Regions from separate parts of the Mus musculus genome. Here regions 2, 3, 4 and 5 are each linked to region 1. Evidence: chromatin contacts called from public ChIA-PET, capture Hi-C and promoter capture Hi-C data. All regions are on one chromosome and are shown on one strand. Each heading gives the region's core, a stretch centred on a gene start, on an enhancer-like site or on the middle of the called end of the contact. The rest is flanking DNA. Distances are from core to core; before and after follow the strand shown. Region 1 holds the start of Dnaja4 (DnaJ heat shock protein family (Hsp40) member A4). Region 2 holds the start of Ube2q2 (ubiquitin-conjugating enzyme E2Q family member 2). Region 3 has its middle 23 kb from the start of Ube2q2. Region 4 holds the start of Chrna3 (cholinergic receptor, nicotinic, alpha polypeptide 3). Region 5 holds the start of Chrna5 (cholinergic receptor, nicotinic, alpha polypeptide 5).

The links. Promoter capture Hi-C pulls out the DNA fragments that hold promoters and counts their contacts. ChIA-PET counts read pairs in DNA pulled down with a chosen protein or histone mark. Capture Hi-C pulls out chosen DNA fragments and counts their contacts.
Region 2: a promoter capture Hi-C map of hematopoietic stem and progenitor cells shows a contact between it and region 1. The contact joins the promoter of Ube2q2 here to the promoter of Dnaja4 in region 1. A contact is called at or near these places in 13 of 39 promoter capture datasets (the C10 cell line, the SN4741 cell line, cranial neural crest and 8 more), 4 of 115 datasets of contacts at active chromatin or transcription factors (embryonic basal ganglia, embryonic forebrain, memory CD8 T cells and 1 more) and 1 of 9 other capture datasets (liver).
Region 3: an RNA polymerase II ChIA-PET map of memory CD8 T cells shows a contact between it and region 1, with 8 read pairs. The contact joins the enhancer-like site here to the promoter of Dnaja4 in region 1. A contact is called at or near these places in 4 of 39 promoter capture datasets (the C10 cell line, embryonic stem cells, pre-B cells and 1 more) and 4 of 115 datasets of contacts at active chromatin or transcription factors (embryonic forebrain, memory CD8 T cells, neural tube and 1 more).
Region 4: a promoter capture Hi-C map of embryonic stem cells shows a contact between it and region 1. The contact joins the promoter of Chrna3 here to the promoter of Dnaja4 in region 1. A contact is called at or near these places in 5 of 39 promoter capture datasets (the 3T3-L1 cell line, embryonic stem cells, liver and 1 more) and 1 of 9 other capture datasets (embryonic stem cells).
Region 5: a capture Hi-C map of embryonic stem cells shows a contact between it and region 1, with 3 times the contacts expected there. The contact joins the promoter of Chrna5 here to the promoter of Dnaja4 in region 1. A contact is called at or near these places in 5 of 39 promoter capture datasets (the 3T3-L1 cell line, embryonic stem cells, frontonasal cranial neural crest and 1 more), 1 of 115 datasets of contacts at active chromatin or transcription factors (double positive thymocytes) and 1 of 9 other capture datasets (embryonic stem cells).

Annotation. Positions count from the first base shown.
Region 1 is chr9:54,698,214-54,700,919 of GRCm38.p6, reverse strand. It overlaps Dnaja4 (DnaJ heat shock protein family (Hsp40) member A4), which reads right to left and starts at 1,361. Exons shown (of 7, transcript NM_021422.4): 1 at 1,060-1,361. The coding sequence starts at 1,191. It overlaps Gm46113 (a long non-coding RNA gene), which reads left to right and starts at 2,200. Exons shown (of 2, transcript XR_001779175.2): 1 at 2,200-2,706.
Region 2 is chr9:55,147,990-55,150,695 of GRCm38.p6, reverse strand. Ube2q2 (ubiquitin-conjugating enzyme E2Q family member 2) reads right to left here and starts at 1,327. Exons shown (of 13, transcript NM_180600.3): 1 at 870-1,327. The coding sequence starts at 1,061.
Region 3 is chr9:55,124,907-55,127,612 of GRCm38.p6, reverse strand. No RefSeq gene overlaps it. Among named protein-coding and RNA genes, the nearest start is that of Ube2q2, 23 kb to the left of the region's middle. Within about 2 kb of position 1,387, at least 57 of the 459 cell types and tissues checked have an H3K27ac peak or open chromatin away from gene starts, as enhancers often do. A contact at or near this core is called in memory CD8 T cells and pancreatic cancer cells, where this site is marked.
Region 4 is chr9:55,025,163-55,027,868 of GRCm38.p6, reverse strand. Chrna3 (cholinergic receptor, nicotinic, alpha polypeptide 3) reads left to right here and starts at 1,307. Exons shown (of 6, transcript NM_145129.3): 1 at 1,307-1,538. The coding sequence starts at 1,475.
Region 5 is chr9:54,980,089-54,982,794 of GRCm38.p6, reverse strand. It overlaps Chrna5 (cholinergic receptor, nicotinic, alpha polypeptide 5), which reads right to left and starts at 1,307. Exons shown (of 6, transcript NM_001373901.1): 1 at 1,074-1,307. The coding sequence starts at 1,179.

The DNA of each region.
Region 1 (2,706 bases), core at 112-2,611:
CTGCCTGCTCCAGCTTGGAATTACTAATGCAGACAGGTATTTTGATCCGAGTGTCATTTCCCCAGGTCTAAATGCTAGACAGGGTGATCAGCGGCTCCAAAAGTGATCCAGGTGTGACTGCTATGCGCTCCCACCATGGCGCTGGCTCCCCAGATTCATCTGGGGCAGCCAAAGTGGGTTTTTTGTTTGGTTTCCTTGGGGGTTTGTTTTGTTTTCTTAAACGACAAGAAGTGAAACAGACTAGCTAGCCAACTCTCCTTGCAATGGCTGGTACTTTGAGTCTCCTATTCAGGTGGGCCATTTCCGCTTTGGGAACAAAATGAAGAATGCCTTATTTCTGTAAACAGGATGGAAAAGGTTCAAATTAGGACACCAGTTGCAGAGCACTTCAGCCTATTATCTGTCAGTACTTATGGTCAACCGTGGGTCATTTGTCACAGGAAACCTGGAGTTCTCACTATAAGCAGATGTGTCGGGTTACAGACTTCTGCACCCCTGATTAATAACGACAAAAAAAGTGATGATTCCGTGTCTGAAAACTGTATCAGGCAGGAGGTGGCCCTCACAGATCATATCCACTCAGTCCCTCTCAAGAGGGACGCTGGGTTTGTCTAAGGTACAAGTCAGATCACAGGAACTCATCCCTAGGGCTTATGCAACACGCGGAACAGAAACACAATATTTCGCTGCCGGGGGGGGTCCCCAACAAGCACATAGCTTCTGTTCACCGGTGCCAGGGTTTCTGGTTTGCCGGTGTCTTCTCCCACAGGAATGCCAGGGCTGCCTCAGAGAGCTGTGCTCCCAGAGGTCAGCACGGATCCCCGTCAGGGTCCTCACAGCCCGGAAGCAGGGGCTCCAGAAACACTTGTAGAGCGAACGAAGGTGCGGATGGCTGCTGGCACTGGCGCCCCGCACCTAGCCTTGCTAGGTGCCCCCGACTGACTGCGCCCCGCGGCCTCCCTCGGGCTGGCGCGGCTCCTGGAGAGAGCCTCTGCGTCGCCTTCAATAATTCACAGCCCGGGTCCTCCCGTAACCCCGACACCCCGCGGGGCCCCGCACCTTCTCGCCCTCATCCGGGTTCTTGTCCGGGTGGTACTTGAGCGCCAGCTTCCGATAGGCCTTCTTGATCTCCTCCGGGGACGCGCTGGGCTTCACCCCCAGGATGTCATAGTACTGGGTCTCCTTCACCATCTTGTCTCTGCGGGGTGGGGCGGACGAAGCGGGTCAGCGCGCCCCCGACGCCCCCGGCCCGTGCCCCCGACGCCGGCCTGCGCGTCACCGTCTCGGTCGCGGCCGCTTCCCGGGGCTCCGTCCCGAGCGTGAGCCCGGGACCCAGTTGCGCTCCCGGCACCGCCGCACTCGAGCCGCCGGTACCTCCGCCGCCGGCTTTTATTCGGCGCCGGCGGAAGGTTCCGCCAGGAGGCGTGACGCCACATAGGCCCAGAACGTTCGCGGAGGTTCCGGCGGCTCCGGGGCTCGGTCCTCCGGCCGGGCGCGCGCGCTCACCCGTTCTCTTCTGAAGTCTGCTCCTCTGGCTGGCCGTCCGACTCCCCGGAGCTCCAGTTCTGACTGCCGCCACGGGCCATGTTGGGGTGCTCGGGGGTGGGGGGCTTCGGCGTGGAGGTTTCGGGCTTCGTGGTGGAAGTCGTTCGCTGCCGATTGTCACGCCGCCCCGAGGCCGTCCCCTTGCCCTTGCGTGGGTCCGCGGGGTTGGGTCGCTCTGGGATCCGATGGCCTGCAGGAGGGCCTCGTGTGCGCGAACCCTGGGCAGAGGAGAGCTTGGACTGGGAGGTCAGCGGACGCGCGGACCCCACCCGGCCTCTGCCTCGGGGTGTGGCCCCCTTCTGTTCGGTCACTGCGGGGGTGTGCTCTGGGGTCTGCCTTGGATTGTTGCATTTTGGGGGGTGTTGGAGTGAATGGCTGCCTTCTGTGGTGGCGTCGAGATCCTGCGGTGGCTGGTTCCCCCTAGGCATCTTGAAGGCTGGGTGACCATTAGCCTTTGAAGATGTGAACAGTGGCCTTTAGGTGGCCTGAGTTTGGACACTGGCCTCTCTATTGCCCACAGCTGGAAACCTCATAAGTACCCCAAGGGTGAGGAGTGACGTTTCCCAGCTGTGAGCAGTGATGACGTCTATCACCTGTGAACAGTGACATTATTTCCAAGTCTTTCAAGGATGAGCAGTGATCTCTCTTTTTTTTCAGGAGTGGGAATCCCCACCCCACCCCCACCCCCATACACACACATATCAATGCACAAATGGGCCAAGGCAGAGCCATCGAACCAGTATTGCAGCTCTACCGGGCACTGAAGCCTACAAGACCAGGCGGTCCAATCTTCTACTTCTCTAGGCTGCTTTCAACGGATGCCACGATTAAGACTACTCAAAACATGTGGGTGTGGACTTGCTGCTGCAGCGCTATCAGAATACTGCAGACCCTTCTGGCCTACTTAGGCTTCTCGTGGTGCAACACTTTATCCAGGAGAGGAAGCCACCCTGGCCAGCTCCCTGGAGTCCACTGGCCTGGGTTTTGATCTGGTGGCTGAAGCTCCTCTTTCATGCGCGCAATAGGGATACAAACGACTTAATACCCATGAGAAATTAAGCCAAGCCGCTAGCTTCTTTTCCGGGGAACATGAGAATCCACTTTCTGGATCTTGCTCCTATAGAACAGTCACTTTTGGGCAGATTCAGGACAGGAGGTCAG
Region 2 (2,706 bases), core at 78-2,577, 450 kb before region 1:
GTAATAAGGTGTATTTTCTGCACATGAGATCAATTTCACAATGAACAGTCAGCCTCATAATACACTTCGATAGGGGGGGGGGGGAGAGAGTTCACTTACAATCTGATAATTTTACCAACTGAATGTTTCTAAAGAGCATTTCCCTTAAACAGAAAAGTAACTTCCCACGTGTTTCTCCAGCCTTCCAATCCCACTTGATCTTCCCCGGTAATAAACTGCGAAGCATCTCCTTTCCCCTCCTGGTAACGTCCAGGCTTCCGCACAGGGCACAGGTGGGACAGCTTGCACACTCACCACACCACCTGCCGCGTGGAAGGTTCCATGAGCTTTTCCAAAACACGTAAGCGCAAAGCCAGGTCAGGGCTAAACGATGGTTCCACACCATCCCCCGGGGTTGCGTCCTAAACTTTTTCCTTAAATACGTAGGCTTTCAGTGTTCGTTTGTCCTCGGAGACCAAAACACAAACGAGAACTGGTTGAACAAGCAAGGACGTGGGTTTTGGAACCCGATGGGAAAACGAGTAGCTAAAACAGATACTTGAGAGCCTTTCCACCTGAGCGACTGACAGGAGCCCACGGACGAGCCGCGGTCCCCAGAGCAGGCCGGCTGCGGGCGGCCATGGCGACCTCGGGGCCCGACGGGGGCCGCGAGGGGCCAACAGAGCAAAGCCGGCCCGCGCCGTGCTGCGACGCGCCTCCACCTCCTCCCGACCAGGCAGCCCGAGCTCCCGGCCGGGCCCAGGGCCCAGCCGCCAACCGGCCGTGCCCGGGACACCGGGGGTCTCCCGGGCAGGCGCCCTTTGTCCCGGGACTGCGGCGCCCAGGTCCGCCCCCGCCCGGCCCCGAGGGGCTACGACCCGGCGCCTCACCGTGATGTTGCAGTGAAGTGTGAGCGGCGGCGGCGGCGAAAGCGAGCTGCCCGGCGGTGGTGGCGGCGGCGGCACCAGGAACTGGCAGTGCAGCTCGTCCAGCTTCCAGCTGACGATGCGGAATCGCTCGTGGTTCTTGTCGAAGATGGACGCCAGGAACTTCAGCTCGGCCTTGAGCCCTGACACGGACATCTTCCCCTCATCTCCAGCGGGAGGGGTGAGGAAAGGGAGCCGGGGCCGGGAGCCGCCGTCACGGCCGCGACCGCCCCGCGGGGCCGGCCCGGGCCGCGCTCTCGCGGCTCCGCCTCTCCCCGCCGCCGCGACCCGCGTCCGAGCGCGGCTGGAAAATGGCGAGGAGCGCGAGGCCTCGGCGGGCGGGCGTGCGAGCGAGGGAGCGAGCGAGCGTGCGGGAGCCGGGCCGGCTGCTGCCTTTGTAACCGACTCCACCCGCAGGAGGCGGTGGCCCCGCGGCTTAAAAGGGCAACAGCGACGCCGCCCCCACCGCCGCCTGGGAGAGGGCTGCCCCCGCCCCGGCGCGCGCCCGCGAGCTCCGCGCGCGCTCCCGACCGCCCCCTCCTCTCATGACCCAGCCCCTTTCCGCCCCACACCGGGGCTCCGCGCCCAGCACCCGCCGCTCGCCCCGAGGATTTGGGCCGGCGGCACCGCACGAGGATGAACCTGAGCTCCCCTGCGCGCCTCTGCGCTGCACCGGGGCCTCTGGCCAGACACGTGCGCGGCCTATCGCGCCGGCCACGTCGGCTCGGGTAGGAAACGCGCGGGCCCCTGGAGGTTGCTCCTCCGCGTGGTTGTCCACCGGCCACCCACTCACCTGGCCTGGGCGCGGCCGGGATGGGGAGATGAGAGGTGTGCGCCTAGCACCTTCACGTATGTTGCTCTCGCTCCGCGCTGAACCACCCACCACTTTTCTAAGTGTGACTCCCGAAAGGTCCTTCTCTCCAGACTTGTACTCCCTCCTTCGCTCCCATTTGCCGAAGACGATGATAGAGCCTGCCAGCTTCTTCCCATCATCATTTCAATCTTTCACGTAAACATTTATGTGCTCGCGCTAATGTGGATACTCTGCGTCCTGAGTTTCTGCTGGACTTCCCAGAATGGACCATGTTTGTTGAAGTCACATCTCAAATGTGTCAGACTGATCCTTCCTGACCAACTAAGCTAAAGTAACCATGTAGATACCATGTATCCCTTTCCTAGGTTAACTTATTGCTTCTTTCTGTTGTCTCTGCTTAACACTGAAATCTCATTCAGAGAAGCACCCCTAGGATTGAGGGGAGGAAAAGCCTAATGACACCTGTGTCATTTAATAAATTCTTGCTCTTACCTGATTCCCCAGCACTTAACACAATTCTGGAATAACCTAGGTTCGTTCACAAATAACTAGAGGACTACATTTTTCCAGAGGCAAGACCAACTTTCTAGACATGTCACCTATGTAGTACCCAGGGTTCCTAGCTTAGTAAGGCTCCCGGGCCTGGTTTAGTGCCCTGCTGTCACCATCTTGAAATTCTTTTATTATTATTATTGGTTTGTTTTTGAGACAGGGTTTCACTATGTAGCCCTGGCTGTCCTAAAACGCACTCTCTGTAGACCAGTCTGGCCTCGAACTCACAGAGATCGGACTGTCTGCCTTCTGAATGCTGAGGTTAAAGGCCTGCACCACCGCCAGACTAGGAATGCATTCGTTTGTTTTTGGAAATAGGCTCACTATGTAGCAGTGGCTGTCCTTGAACTCACTATGTAGACCAGGATGGCCTTAAACTCACAGAGATCCAGCTGCCTCTGTCTCTTGAGTGCTAGGATTAAAGGCATATACTAC
Region 3 (2,706 bases), core at 138-2,637, 430 kb before region 1:
CAAGGTGGGAACATGGCAGCATCCAGGCAGGTATGGTGCAGGAGGAACTGAGAGTTTTACATCTTCATCTGAAGGTTGCTAGCAGAATGCTGGCTTCAAGCAGCTAGAATGAGGGTCTTAAAGCCCTCACCCACAGTGACACACCTACTCTAAAAAGGCCACACTTTCTGATAGTGCCACTCCTGGGCCGAGCATATGCAAACCACCACAGGGATGAAAGCCTTTCTGTTGCACGACCACCCAGTCAGTTGCTCTTGCTTGGTGATTTTGATGCTGCCATCAGAACTGCTGGTGGCATTCTGCAAACACATCTCAGGTTTTACACAGGCAGGAGCTTCTCCATTAAGAGAGACACTGCCAGGGTACAAAGTACAGGAATATTGACCTCTTGAAGTAGTGGCAAGCTGCTTTCCAAAGTGGCTACACCAACTCATACCCAAATGTCAGTGTGAGCGGCCTTGGGCTCTGTGCACTCTGATGTGTCACACAGCAATGAAAATATAATGAAATATAGTGGGAAATATAAACCTTAGCAATGGCAGTAGGTGAAAAAGGCAAACTCCCCAAGGAAGGAAAGGACCACATTCTTTATAAAGCCCAGGAAACAGCTGGGGAGATGGGCTGCATGGCTATACTGTGGGGTTATACAAAGATGAAACAAACAAAACTGTACCACAAGGGACTGGCAGAGGGAGCGTGGCACACCCACCCTCACAGCAGAGCGCCTTGTAGTTCCACATTAATGCTTATAATTTCTCTTGATGTAAAAGGCCTATTCAAAATGCCCAAAAGGGGCTGGAGAGATGGCTCAGTGGTTAGACTGCTCTTCCAAAAGTTCTGAGTTCAATTTCCAGTACCCACATGGTGGCTCACAACCATCTGTAATGAGATCTAATGTGCTCTTCTGGAGAGTACTTACATATAAATAAATAAATAAATAAGTAAATAAATAAATAAATCTTTTAAAAATATGCTCAAAAGATGGAAGCAATCTGGGTACCCACGATGGATGAAGAAACAAAGGCATTCATTCATACAATGGGATGTTATTTGTCCATAAAAGGGGAAAGGATTGTGACATACTACAACAGGGACAGACCTTGAGGATACCACACTAAGTAAGTATACTCACAAAAAACCACATCCTGTCTGACTCACCTTATCTGAGATGTTTAGTCAAACACAGAAAAACAGAGTGTCTGGCAGGTCAGGGAAGAGGGCTCAGGAGTTATTTAGTAGGTAGTTTTAGTTTTGCATGGTGAAGATGATTCTAGAAACTGTTTGCTTAGCACTTTTAGTGTATTTTATACCATTGAACTGCACACTTGAAAATGGTCGTAGTGGTATGATGGTCAGCCTTCCATTTTTTCCCCTGTATTTATTTGTGTGCATGGTGAGGAAGGGATGACTGCATGTCCACACACATGTGGAGGCCCAAGGCCAGTGCGAGGTGTTTTCCTATAGCATTCTCTACCTTTAGTTTTTGAGACAGACTCACTCATGGGACCTGACACCCATCCATTTGGCTAGGTTGGCTGACCAATGAGCTTGAGGAAGTCTGTCACTCTTCGCCCTCACCCTACCTCAAGGCTGAGGTTACAGGCATGAGCTGCCATACATGTCCCGGAGTCTCCAAAGTCAGGCCCTAATGCCGGACTGGCAGGCGCTTTGCTGAGTCATCTTCCCATCCCAGCTTGTCAAGTTATAGTAAAATCCCGGAGATGATCACCTTAAAAAAACAGGAAGTTCATCCTGGCTCAGAGCTTTGTAGGTTTCAGTCGGGAAACCTCATGGTAGTCAGGAAGCAAAAGAGACAGGGAGGACAAACCACATATCTCCTTCAAGGACATATCTGCATTGACGAAACTTCCTTCCACTACCCACCCCCATCTTAGAGTTTTATGTCTCCCCAAAACACTGTAGACGAGGGACCAGGTCTTTAACATAATGGACCTTTGGGAAATATTCACACATATGAGCCTATGGTGGCCATTCTCACACAAACCACCGCAGAATATATTAAAATGTGTCTATATGTATCAATAATGAGGTTCCATCATGAACCAGGTCACTACTCAAATCCAGTTCTCTGTTAGTAAAGTGGGAAAAAAATATCTGCTTTCAAAGATCTCTGCCAGAAATTATGAACTATTTTAGAATTTTCAGTAAAGCTGAAAACATCATCTGTAATAACTGTTTCCTCCTGTTACTTTCCTAAAGCTCCAATTTAAAGAACCCTCCTGGGGCTGCAGCTATGGCTTGGTGGCAGAGTACACACTTGTTCAATTCTCGGTACCAAGCAAACAAATACACAGCCCTTCCAAGAACAGCTGTGCATAGAACCTGAGCCAGGAAAACTCCTGTTGCAAGTTCAGTGAGATTTCTGGCACTTAGAAGACACAAACAAAATTTGCTCACTAGTTTGGGAAGGAGTTGGCTCTGCTGGTAAAGTACCACACAAACACGAAGACCTGAGTTTGGGACCTCAGCAGCCACAAAAAAAGCTAGTCAAAGTGATGCATACCAGCTCTGGAGAAGTGGGGACTGGCATTTTTTTCTAGAGCTGGCAGATGTTTGGTGCATACTCCTGTCTCCAAGCCTATGCCCATGGTAGGCATTGCTAATCAATCACAGAATAGTGCACCAGTAAGCCTGGTCTATTTTAGAATCCTTTCTTACATAGTTCTCTATGCAGCCATTCTATCA
Region 4 (2,706 bases), core at 58-2,557, 330 kb before region 1:
TCAGATCTCGTTACAGATGGTTGTGAGCCACTGTGTGGTTGCTGGGATTTGAACTCCGGACCTTTGGAAGAGCAGTCGGGTGCTCTTACCCACTGAGCCATCTCACCAGCCCATATGCTGGGTCTTTAAAAACAACTTCATTGGGTCAGCAAGATGACTCAGTGAGCGAAGGCACTTGCCTCTCAAGCCTGGAGGCCCGAATCTCATCCCTAGAATCCTTATAAAGACTCTAAGAGAGAATCAACTTCACAAAGCTGTCCTAGGGCTTCTATGTGTGTGCATGTACACATACTTCCTCTCAGGCTTCCATGTGTGTGCACGCCCCCCCCCACACACAATAAACAAAACTCTTTTTAAAATGATCACTTTTATTGAAGTATAAATTCACTCATTGTGCACTGGACAATACCATGAATTTTAGTATGTTCATCACCATGATCCAGCTTAGTACTGCTCCATCACCCTTACAAGGTCCCCAAGAACCATCAAGGAAGCCTTCATGGGCTAAGCCATCCCTGGTGGATGGCCAGAGAGGTCAAGAGACCCCAGAACACCTACCTTGTCACCGTCGATTCCTGGGACACATGGGTTTGCAGCTGGCAGTGAGACCAAGGGAAATCTATAACCGCCACAAAAGGAAATCTATGACGGTCACTATGGGAAGCCAGATCCTCTAGTTATTCCAACTTTACTTATAAAAGTATTTATTTACTCTGCTGGGAATCGCAGCCTGGACCTTAGGTGTGCTAGACAAGCACTCTACTGCTGAGCTATAACCATCAGCATTTGTCTGTTTTCTCAAGGAGCATCTCTAGCATAGTCTAAAGAAAGTAGCGAAAATAATATAAAACCTCCCAGATATCATCACCCTTGCGTCCACCATGGGGAACTCCTTGCCAATATTGTTTCCATCCCAAGCCATCGAGTCCCTCTTAACTGTATGCTGTGTACACACACACACACACACACACACACACACACACAGCATCGTGCTGAAAATAGTTACTTTAAGAGCATAAACTTCCACGGTCCACTTTTGAGTTACACTAGAGCTGGCACATGTGATAGGCCCCCAGCCCTCCTCAGAGCTGTACCTGCCAGAAAGCCAGGGCCAGAAATTTGACCCTTTCTTCCTGCCATGGTGACAATGCCTGATCCCGACTGGTCTGTAGCCTAGAGGTTTCAAGAGTCCAGGGAGGCTCTGGGCGAGGCATCGAGGCATCGACGCAGAAGACCGTGGCCCGACGCCCCTCCCACGACGGACGCAGCTCCTGCCTTGGCCTCCCAGCCTCCCCGCCCTGCGGCTGCTAGCAGCGCTTGCCTGCCTGGGGTTCGTGCACTCGGGCGCGCAAGTGCGCGGGAGCTCGGCGGCGCGAAGCCGGGAGGAACCCCGCGCTCTCCGTGCTAGCTTAGCTGTGCTTCGGTGGTGGTCAGCACCAGAGTGGCTCCGGTCCTGTCCATGCGGTCTTCAGACATGGGTGTTGTGCTGCCCCCGCCGCCGCTGTCCATGCTGATGCTGGTGCTGATGCTGCTGCCAGGTACAAGCGGGGAGCGGTCGGGTCCGGAGCCTAGGCTGGCTGCGGGCGGTGGCCATCGGGCGGCGGGTGGGTCTCCTGTGCGAGGCTGCAGCCCAGGGCTCTGTTTTCCGCACGACTTTGACCACCAGAGCCTTAGAAGTCTAGGCACCCACTTGCCTTGAATCTCAGCGTGGCCCCACGGTTCTGCCTGTGCACGCGCATCCCAGTCCCTACCACTGAGTCCCTTGGCTACTCCTTTGTTCCCAAACCTGCTAGTTAGCTGAGGCTCGAGACTAGCCCAGAACCGGCCCTCTGCTTCTGCTAGGGAGATAGAGGTTTGGGTCCCGGTCCCGAACGTCGCCCCGCAGCCCCGCTTCCAGCATCTGCCTCCTCCCACCGCTTGGTTTTAAGTGGGAAAACATGCGGCCAAAGAAGGCTAAATATTTGTCTAAAGCTACCGGGTCGTTTTGGAGCTGGGGCAGGACCAAGCCTCTGGTTCTGGTCATCGGGTCTCTGCGCAAAATGATCGCGTTGCCTAGAGACCTTCGACGTGATCGCTCCTCCCAGGCCGTCGTGGAGGCTCTAGGGGGGAGCCTATTAGGAGAAAAGCCCTTCCAGAGACCCAGGATGGCTGGCGAGTGAAGCAGAAAAGCAGCTATGATGCTCCCCTGAAGGCGGTCAGAGCACGCAGGGGCGAGGGGAACGACACCAGCATTGTGGCTGTGCATCATTACAGTCTGCTCCACTGCATGGGTCCTGCTTAAATCTAAATCACAGCCTGAAGAAAATAAGTTACACCGGCCCCCTCCCCCGAGACTGTACCTAGACTGACCCTAGTACTGTAAGCAGACAGCTTGAGCCAATATGTCTTGCTTAGTTGGAGTGGATTTGTAAACAAAGGATGCCCAGGGACCAGAGGTAAAGGCTGGGATGAGGATGTGAAGACAGCCCAGCCAGGAACCCGGTAGGCATCTTGGCTCCTACGATATGATAACCAAGCCCCTGCAGAATTTGGAGAGAGTGAAGGGGCTGTAATCTCTGACACGGTGGAAAACAGGGCTCCTGGCCTGGGGGAACCCCGAGTGGCTCCACCCCAGGGTGAGTCATCTTTCCACTTGGGCAGCAGGAGAACCACAACCTTCCTTGGAGGAACAATAAAGGTTTGAGCCGCTAATAGCTCTTTTTTTTT
Region 5 (2,706 bases), core at 58-2,557, 280 kb before region 1:
AAATTCCCAGCTCCATCAAGAGTGGCAGGGATACCATTTTCTAGGCTGTCAGGCACTGCCTGGCGTTTTATATGCACCAATCAATCCTGAAAACGGATGAGAAAAGCAAGCAGTGTTGTCCTCCTGGTTCAACGGAAGAACGCAGTGGAGAGAATTCTGTCTTAAGACAAGACACACTGGGGACATAAATTAAGACAAGGGCACCCCTTTCCTTCTCTAAACTGTTTACACTCTGCAAAGATTTCATCTCTTCAGTAGACCGGTCCTGTAATCGGGAATCCTAGCCTGCGAAGTTACCACTTCCTAAAGAAAACCAGGACTCACAATTTAAGAACCTTAAGGAAAGAAAGGTCTGCCAGATTTCCTCATCTCAATAAAACTGAGCTTTGAGTGCAGCGACCCTCCACTTAAAGGAGCCGCACCTTCTCTAATATAGGACACACCACAGGTGCTCCAGAAACGGTAGTATTTTTTTCCAAAGTTCTTAAAAGGGCGGACTAAAATATGCTAAAGCACTGTAAATTCAAAGTACTAGCTAGGTTGTTTTGTTTGTTTCTATCCCAACCCACAACATCTGAAACGCTAACCAGGGGAGGGAGATGGGGCGCGGGAGAACGTGGAGGGTCGAGCTGGGAGGGTGGTACGCGCGAGCCCTGTTCCAAAAGAGCGAGGAACCCAGATACAATCCTTGAGTCCCGAAGTCTGGGCATGTGAACTGCCTAGCAAACGTTTCTTCTGCAAACGTTTGCTTCTTCTGGCCAAGATGCTGCCAGGAGTGAGGGAGAAGAGGGTAAACTATAAAGTCTCAAAGGCGAACATTAAGCCCAAAGTCTCCACACCGAGAACCAGCCACCAAGTGGGAAGCCCGATGACAGCAGCACGCTCTTGGAAAGTTGTACCGAGGCACGCCCTACACCAGCCGCCCAACGGTGACAGCCACCGAACGCCAAAACCGGCCTTTTCTTTGCTTTTGGGTGCTAACCTGGAACCTCATCCCGAATTTTCAGAAGAAAGGGAAAGGGAGCGGAGCCCTGCTGCGGGGCCCCGCGACCCTCAGCCCCGCCCCGGCTCACCTCCCCGCGCGCCCCGCGCCGCCCCGGCCGGCCGCCAGCGCCCCGCCAGCAGCTGCACCATCAAGAGCAGGCGCAGCGCGCGCCGCCGCGACCCCCGCGCCGCCATCGCCCGTCCGCCCGCCGACGGCTGCCTCGCGGATTACTCCGGGCCCTGAGGGACGGAGCACAAGAGCTGCCGCCGAAATCCGCTCGTTTCTCGGAAGCCGCTCGCCGCTCGCTCTTCAGCTTCTGCACGAAGCCCACCTTACCACTCGGTGGAAGGCCCGCGGAGCTCGAGGGCGGAGCCGCGGCGCTTAGCCCCGCCCCTATGGCCCGCAGCCCCGCCCCCAGAGCCCACACCCTGTCCTTCTAGGCTCCGCCCCGGGTCCAGCTTCATCAACTCGTAGCTCCGCCTTTCCCACACCTGGTGCTACCTTGTCACCCCCCTTCTCAGCCTTCCGCAAGAATTGTGACAGGTGCGAAGACTGTCCTGACCTCTGTTTTGGTGCGGTTTTGTTTCCTTTGGAACTGTAAACTCTGGATCCCCGAGTGAGCCAACAAGACTGCCTCCCTGCTGTGGACTTTCATGCCCCTGCTGTAGATACTAAGTGATCCATATCAGAAGACCTGCATTCGAGATCTGCATCTTGTTCAAATCACTCTTCCTTTGTGCGTCTATTTTCTCTTCCTTGTAAATGAGATGGATAAACTGGAGGACTCTGAAGGACAACTGTGACTGACAGCTCTGACATTCATTCAAGTCATCCGCGAAAATGATAGGCAATTGCTTCCAGAGTAGGCCATGCTGCCTGTGCGGTCATCACTTGGCATTGTAAATATTAGTGCCTTCGACTGCCACTGCTCCCTTACAACTTTGATGGAGATCGATGCTGACTGCGTCACAAATCCCTGTAGACTCTACACTGTATCTCATTGCCTCTGCTCATAATTGATTAGAACGCTTCATTTGGTTGAAGAGATTCAGGCAAATTATCTTTAAACTTCAGTGGCAGAGCATGCCAGATTTTTCACAGAAAATTATGGAGTTGGCACCTCTACAATTCATTATAGGCAGAAATCTCACTCCAACCTTCAGACTGCATAAATCTGTTTAAGTGAGACCGGGTTGCAAAGAATCTTAAAGGCAAAAGTCATTTAAGACCTTTTCCCCCTGGGTCCAAGTATACCCAGGGAAATGGAAACAATGTCCAAATGAGCGAGTGTATTTAAGCAGGCAAATGAAAGAACCAGAGAATAAAAGATGTGTATGGTGTTCACAATGCCAGTTGTTAATTACACCTCTGCACAAGAGTGAGACAGTGCCTAACCCCCTACACAGCAAATATATACTTTGAAGAATTTATAGGACTTACAGCTACTTATACCATTTGTTCTTGCCAGTGTTTGGGTGACTTTAGAGTGTTGCTCTACTTTCACAGCTAAGGAACGTGGAGAGTGGAGTTGAATAATTACTGAAGATCACAATACCTGTCAGTGGTAAAGCTGGGTTAATGGTTGTTAGCTCAGCCACCGTGAGCATAATTAGAACTTGGACTGCTCCGGAGTGTTAATCTACAGTCACAAGAGGACAGTTACCTACATCATCTCTGCAACACCATTGCCAGTTAAGCCAAAGGCGTGGCCTGGGATGTCT